Linked DNA regions of Bicyclus anynana: region 1 is linked to region 2. Evidence: chromatin contacts called from public Hi-C data. All regions are on one chromosome and are shown on one strand. The core of a region is the stretch at or near the end of the contact, and the rest is flanking DNA. Distances in the headings are between cores, read along the strand shown.

The links. Hi-C and Micro-C count contacts between places; a contact is called where the count stands out from the background.
Region 1: a Hi-C map of whole body shows a contact between it and region 2, with 2.7 times the contacts expected there. The contact joins the enhancer-like site here to the promoter of LOC112053511 in region 2. A contact is called at or near these places in 2 of 2 Hi-C or Micro-C datasets (whole body and whole larva).

What each region holds. Positions count from the first base shown.
Region 1 is chr4:16,248,946-16,253,102 of ilBicAnyn1.1, forward strand. All of the region lies in intron 2 of LOC112053508, which reads left to right. Among protein-coding and RNA genes, the nearest start is that of Trnak-cuu, 6.8 kb to the right of the region's middle. Within about 2 kb of position 1,801, at least 1 of the 8 cell types and tissues checked has open chromatin away from gene starts, as enhancers often do.
Region 2 is chr4:16,197,946-16,201,727 of ilBicAnyn1.1, forward strand. It overlaps LOC112053511 (UPF0605 protein CG18335), which reads right to left and starts at 2,180. Exons shown (of 8, transcript XM_024092947.2): 1 at 1,981-2,180; 2 at 504-642. The coding sequence starts at 2,027. LOC112053508 reads left to right here and starts at 2,977. Exons shown (of 3, transcript XM_024092945.2): 1 at 2,977-3,401.

The DNA.
Region 1 (4,157 bases), core at 551-3,050, 51 kb after region 2:
TTACCGGTTACCAAATTATTAATGAAAATGTGTCATCGTAAATAAAAAAAAATAACTTTCAAAAGTGAAAGATTTTAAAAATTCGCCGGCTTTGGCTTAAATAGAGAATGATTTTATTCAATATCATAAAGGAATCAATTTTTATTTACAATTGTTTAAATTTGACTATTTTTTGGAAAGGATAGCTAGTTGAAGAAGAAGAAAGATCATTTTTAAAGAAGAAAGATCAGGAAATATCCGTGAAATAACGAACGAATATGCATCATAATCAAAAGTAACAGCTGCATTTATGTTTTCTTTTAGATTAAAAATGCGGTCGAATCCCGCTGTGCTAGGTTCTATTAAATGTCGACATTTAAAATAAAGTGAAAGTCTTAGAACTTAAAAGACACTAAACCTGTTATCCAGGGTACCTTTATATAGAATTTTTCACCCCTACTAATACCGTTCTCTTTTAATTAGTCGGAAATACTGTTGGGCATAGGTACAACAATAGACGGGCGGAGACCGAACCTGTGACCTCTGTTTGTTCAGTCCCTTTACTGTGAGCTATTTAGGCTTAATTCTATCTAGTTTGTGTTGTATGCGGCGGATTGGCAGACTTAACACTCGTAAAGAATTAAGGTAATTCTTTCAGCGCTTCACGACCTCCGGTCCACGCTTACCATCGGGAGTGTTACGAACGAAGTTGCCAAGCTATAACACATAACAGAAAACGCTAAATCTAACGCTTTTACTTCATAGATCCGTGATCCTCTAAGATCTAGTAGTAATCCAAGTTTAATAATCCTGTATCTTATGAGAGAAAAAAGCTGTAATACGCAATGATAATATTATTCCAAGGTAACCAATACTCGCAATTATTTACTATACAAATAATTACTGTCTAGTGTCATAATAAATAATGAATAAACAAACATAAAAAGAGACATCAGAAAGTTACACCATATCCTTTTTGGACAATCAATAACTGATTGTAAAGAATGTCAATCAATTAAACCAGGTACATAACAAAAGTGATTTAATTATAATCTAATTAGAATCAAGTTTTTCTACAAAGTAGACGACGATGTTAATGCTAACAAGCAGTCAAAATTCCAGAATATATAAATACGAGTAACGCTAAAAATACGTACAGACAAACTAGCTGGTTGAGTGTTCTTGATAACATCGATGCTCATATATTTGAATATTTTGTCGCTGTCGTACGTTGTCTTTTGATTAACATTGACATTATGGCTATAAAAATACAGAACTTAGAATAGAATGACGATAAAGTAATTGTTAATGATACTTTTATTAACATAAAAAATAGAGAAGTTCATACTACAAGGAATATCCACTCAGTAGATTCGTTGTAAAGGCAACAATTTTGTCTCCATAATGACACAAAAATTACATTAAGTTTGTTGATTAGATAGATGTTTGCTCGCTTGCATTAAATAAACTCTCCGTGTTACTTTGTTTCACTTTGCGTTTCATTATGATCATAGAATACCTTTGCTACGAGTATATTACACACTATCTGTGCAATATTGCCGAATGGTTTAGTGTAAAATGGCTGATATATTGACTATGATTGTTGAAGACGTCGAAAAAATCGTGCCTAGTGGCAGATTTTGTTTGTTTAGCCGCGTGAATCAGTTATTAAATCGGAAAGTGATTAGTAATGAAATAAATTTAATATCAACACGAGGAATGTCGCAAATATAAATTCACGCACAGCTTTCGTTGATACAATTAATTACGCGCATGATTTCTGTATTTGGTAATGAAACGAGGCCGATATCATTAAACTTAAACGACTTTCCACAAGTGATCGAGATTCGTGAGCTATCGATAAATCTCTCCATCATATGATACATTCGTCACTTGGAACGTGAAAGTTGATTTTATTAGTAATCGATATATCGATTCGAGTGGGTTTTACTTTTGAACCGTAGACATAAGGACCTGATTTAAACGGTCCGAGAAGTGAAACTGTTTACAATAATAATGGAGAAGATTTACGAGCAATAACGGATGTCCGAGCGAAAGTAATAGCGCTTTTTATGGAAACATAACAATGAGAAATTCCTTCTGTGGGAAAAGCTGCGCACTTATTAATTTTTAAAAAAGAATGTGCGTACGAAATCGTGTCTTGTTAAGTATATTGAGACACGGAAGGTTGTCTGAAAACTTTCGTTTTACAAACAACCTTATAAAGGTCATTTTCTGCAGTGTTATGGTTATTAAAGAAATAGAAAGACTGTCTAAATTGTGCGTAAACTGTAGTTATTTAATAAATATGAAGAAATTACTCTTTGTTGCAGTAAAAGGATTTACGATAAAACAGAAGCTATTCAAGTTGATGACATAATATGTATAGTTCTTGAATTACGGGAAATACCTTTGTCGAACAATTATTGTGTTTCTGAAGTAAATAGTTTGTTTACATGAGTCTTATCTGTAACATAATCGTACAAATGTATGAAATTCTTACATATGGTGGAAGATTAATCGCTCTTTCATATGATTTCTCTAGGTTAGGCATGTGAATCTATAAAGGCATTTCAGTATTTAGGTCTTCGTCGATTCATATTTAGATCGATATCGTGGCATGTCTACAAATGAAGTCACAAGTTTTCCATTCGTAAAATAAATTGTAAGCTGCAACTTTCATATAGAATGGCTTAATTTCATCTTAATATTTATGGACGCTGCAAGCTTATCGCCATAGAAAAGTTTGAATTATGCTAATCTTTCACACCTCATAAAACTTCATTAGGGCCGTTTCATTTCACTGTCATATCGGCCGCCTACGTACCTAGTTGGGCCCTTTCCTACTTTCTTCTGCGTCCCACTGACTTCTGACCTTCTAATGGTATGGATATTGCACACGAATCGAGTGGAATATAAACAGAGTGGGAGTAAATGTCATATCAGTCCGTAGTACAAACACAAATCCATTTGTTTTGATACTTTCACTAGCTCTTTTGAAAAGTCAAGTGTGTTTCTAGTGACTTCATTACTGATTCGTTGGCCAGACTAAAGGCTGCAAGAAACTCAGCAGTAATTATTTCCAAAACATCACGGTTCTTTCTAGTATAGATCAATGTATTGTCAATTGTACGCAACCTTTTCCTTTTACCTGATTGTCCTACTACCCAACCACGCTGTTTCAATGGGAATTGCTTACAGTTATTGTCGAATATTAAACATTGGTAGCACTCCTAGCTAGCTATCCTCGATTTTGACCTGTACGCGTCGATACGCGTCAGGTCGATACGCGTAGTTCAAGTACCTACTAATCTATATTCCTATCATCATCTCGTGTGTCATTGACATTGGACACAAAAAACAATTGTTCAGAAGTCTGCATAAAAAATCGGATATAATGTTCGGGCGCAAACATATCCGCCTGCGACCGACCTTGGCGAAAGATTAATTTTCCTTTTACCGATACGAGATACAATACAATACATATAAGGCACCGTTTCACCTTTAACGATATAGCAACAATATAAGCGACTACAGATATGCCAACTTTGTTTGGTACAAACTTTAAACAAAACTTTCATAGTATTGTAATAAAGCTAAGCTCACTATTAGCTTGATTGGCTTTAATTCGTTAATGTTTAATTATTAAACGCAAAAATACCACTATGATATAGTGGTATTTTTGCGTTTAACAAATACGAGTAGAGCGCCATTTGTTGTAATATTTATTTATCCATGATATGTTGTTTTATATGTGTTGTTTTTTATATATAATAAATTTACTGTTAATATGTTCAACAATTATCTTAATAAAATACGTTAAATTTTAATAAAATTTTAGAACGTACTTTAATTATGTTATGACTTGTGCTTTAAAAATCCCAAGTAAGTAATTTACAGTGTACACAGTTTGTTTTTTTATTAGACACGTGCTCGAAGACTAGAAAATCGTGAGTACCGAAACCACACTCTAAATCTAAATTCATTATCTTTTGAGACTCAGACCTCAGGTTAAAGGTAGGTTAAAGGTATGCTTTCGTCATGTAAATTGACTTGTGAATCAGTGAAATTCAGAATCTGAATTTAAACTTTAAAGTTAGTTCGTATCGGCAGCCGACGTGTTGGCGTGTCTGTAGAGGCTTTATTCTTTATTCTTGTGTTATATTAGGTTCTGCGAA
Region 2 (3,782 bases), core at 930-3,429:
CGTGGCTAGTTACCACCCTTATGACAAAGACGTACCGCCAAGCAATTTAGCGTACCGGTACGATGTCGTGTAGAAACCGAAAAGGATATGGTTTTTCATCCTTCACCTAGCAAGTTGGTCCGCTTCCATCTTAGACTGCATCATCACTTACCATCAGGTGAGATCGTAGTCGAGGGCTAACTTGTAAAGAATAAAAAAAAAAAGCTAGAGCGCTGTAAAATTGTTCATTTCTATGGCCACTTCGTTGTTAGTGACATTTGAATTGTGGTATCATAAAGATTCGATTAATTGTGGTATCAAATTCAAATAAGACGTGTTATAGGCGACAGGTTCGTCGACGAATGTAAGATAGCAGAATCACACCCCTGGACGGTAACCTGTGGAGTAGCGATGTGGGGGCCTTTAATGATTAAATCACGAACATTATAAAGTCAATATTTTCCGATAATTATTCCCTACTCATAATGAACTTGTCCAAAGTAACGCCTGCTAGTATACAATACCTGGAAATCGTCAGCGGTTCTATCAGACAGCACGAGCCGCTCCGAGTGACTGACGCTGGGGTCCAGCAGTATCTTGTGTGTGGTGGAGCCATATGTGTCGCCGATACGATACTTGTACTCTGGACAATGGCCCGTGTAACTAGAAATAAAGGAAATCTATACTTAATATTAAAATAAAGCCAAAGAGTTTGTTTGATTGAACGCGCTAATCTCATGAACTACTGGTCCGATTTGAAAAATACTTTCAGTGTTAGATAGCCCATTTATCGAGGAACGCTATAGGCTATATATTATCCCCGTATTCCTACGGGAACGGGAACCACGCGGGTAAGACCGCGCGGCGTCAGCTAGTTAATCAATATTATTGAAAAATTAATGTTCATGGTGCAATTTGCGGTCAGTTTGAGAGGGTTAGGCAACGAAACCCAGATGGTGTCATAAGTTTATAACAAAGCAATAAATTGCAGGATATTCAACATGATATACGATCGTGTCACGGTGTCGCGCGGGTCACAGAATCCGAAAATAATATCCTTTATGCTGTGACGACAGTGGACTCGTGATGTTTTCACTTTTTATTGCTTCATCTTATTATGTACAGTGTCAGAGTAAAGGCACACTTACTGAATGACCAACGACTGCTCCTTGATTTCATTACCAGCTCGGTTCAATTTATTTTATCATCAATCATCATCATATCAGCCGATGGACGTCCACTGCAGGACATAGGCCTTTTGTAGGGACTTCCAAACATCGCGATACTGAGCCACCTGCATCCAGCGAATCCCTGCGACTCGCTTGATGTCGTCAGTCCACCTGGTGGGGGGTGGGCCAACACTGCGCTTACAAGTGCGGGGTCGCCATTCCAGCACTTTGGGACACCAACGTCCATCGGCTCTTCGTACTATTATTTTAATTTTCATCATTACAGGCCGTGATTTCAAAATAGCTGCGTTTCATTAATTCAATTACAACTTATAGTTATTGCTTATGCTTATATTATAAGAACAATTGCTTATAGTTAATTTACAAGATACCAAAACATAAACATACTTATTTAAAATATTCTCTGTAGGTATATGTAGGTATATGTCTGTTTGTCCATGCTAATCTTTGGAACAGCTGAACCGATTTTAATGAGAAAGAATCTTCTCACTAAAATCGGTTCAGACAAGGAGGTTATTGAGAGTAAATTTTCGGAGTTGGTGAAAAATTTAATTTCATATGGACGAAGTCGCAGGCGTCCGCTAGTATTTCATGTAATTGATTTGGTCCGGAAAAAACGCAAGCGATTTATCTTTCCGATATGCCGCGGACGTGAGATACCACCATAGATATGTGTAGACTAAAATTGTAGGTAGGTACCTCTTCAAAGTTATTGTAATCACTCTAATTAAACATTAATCTCTATATGTCTCTTTCCGATGTCGAGCGTAGAGGGACCTATCTTTTATCAAGGGGATAAAGTAATACAAACCCAGGTATGTAGTGGGGCTGAGCAACGCTGACCAAATCCAACGCCATATTTGAAAAGGTAAAGCCGAATGTGTTGAACTGATTAAGTTTCGATTCCTAACTCATAATTTCAATGAGTGGAAAATAAAGGAAATGTCGATATTAGTACATTGGTAATTTGGAGTGTACCGAATGTTGTTTGACTGAACTTTGATTTACTTTTGACAATGCCAAATTGTCTAGTCATGGGTTTTTCAAAATTAATTTATAGTTTTTATTGGTTTAGAGGTTTTACTGATAAGTATTTTTTATGGATGTTTATAAAATGTGGCCCGCATGGACTACCTTGGAGAACTACCGATCCAACCACAAGTGGTCTCTAGCAATGTTAATATTAATTCTACAATTTGAACATGCTAAAATTAACATCTCCATTCTTCGGTGCTCCAGTTTCAGCGGCTTTTTTGGAGAATAGCAGTTAAATTCATTATTTATCGTTATAAACTTCTTCAAAGTAAAACCTACTTCTATTTAATGTAAAAAAATTTCAATTATGTGTGTTTTACTTGGGTTTGTATGAAATTATGTTTAGTCACCTACTAAGTACCAGAACCAGACTACCTACCTACTTCATATTGAAGTTTATTTAGAAAATTGGCAGATCGCCCTCATAAGAACTTTTGCGAAAGATGTTAACTTTATAAAAATAATTCAAAGGTCTCTTCTATTTTATCACTAAAAATGTTTTCAACTTTTCAGTAACACAACACAGCATTATGTAGGTAACTAAAAAATAAATCATTGCAATTGCAATTATATTACATAGAACCTTAACACGTGAAGTTAAGATTTATTTTAAAGTAATTCATGATATCAACTTGCGGTGGTTTGGAGTCCGACCATGCGGCATCGATGCGGATTCATTTCACTCACTCAACTCAACTCAAGCAATCACGGCTTGCCTTCGTTCACCCTACAGGTCGTTTCGTTCAATTCAACCCGCCAGCGCCAGCCGCCATATTGGTTTGAACCTCTGAGTGGAGCGGTCGTGTAGATGGCATTAGCGAAGTGACAGGCAGTTAACGATGAATCAAAACTTTCAGAACTCACGAGTTTCGTGTTTAAATTTCACTAAATGTTTATTTACTGTGTAGTGCGGATACAAACAAGTTTTTTAAAGTTCAAGTTACAAGTTGCGAGCACAAATCTTAGCCGATCGGGACTTCGTTGAAGTTGAAATGCAAGCATTCCTCGGCGTATGTTGAACTTTACGTTTTTTTTTCGGTGCCGCTTTTCAATACCTTTCGAGTATTTTAAAGCTTTGAACCTTTATAAACTGTGTATTGGTTGAACTATATTCTCGCTCTGTTGTTTTGTTATGGTGTAAAAAAAATAGTGTTTACAACGTTGGGTTCATTGAAGCTGATTACCGAAACATTCAAGGTATGAATACAATTTTATTAATTATTTTTAGTTATGTATATAATTAAGTAATAAAATGAATAAAAATAGTAACAAAAAATACCTGTATTGTAATGCAAATGCTTAAATACCCAAATAAAATTCTGTAATGAAAGAGGTAGAGTTGCAGTAGTTTTACATAATAACAAAGTGGTTCTAAATAAACATAAACACGTAAACGGTGTAACTGTGTAAGTTTGGCAATAAATAGCTTAATAAATTAGCAGCGTCGTAGTTTAATGGAATTATAATTAAGTACAAAATCATCACACTAATATTTTATAGGAGAAAGTTTGTAAAATGTTCGTTACTCCTACGCCGCTGTTACTTTGATGAACCGATTTGGATAAAATTTAGAATTGA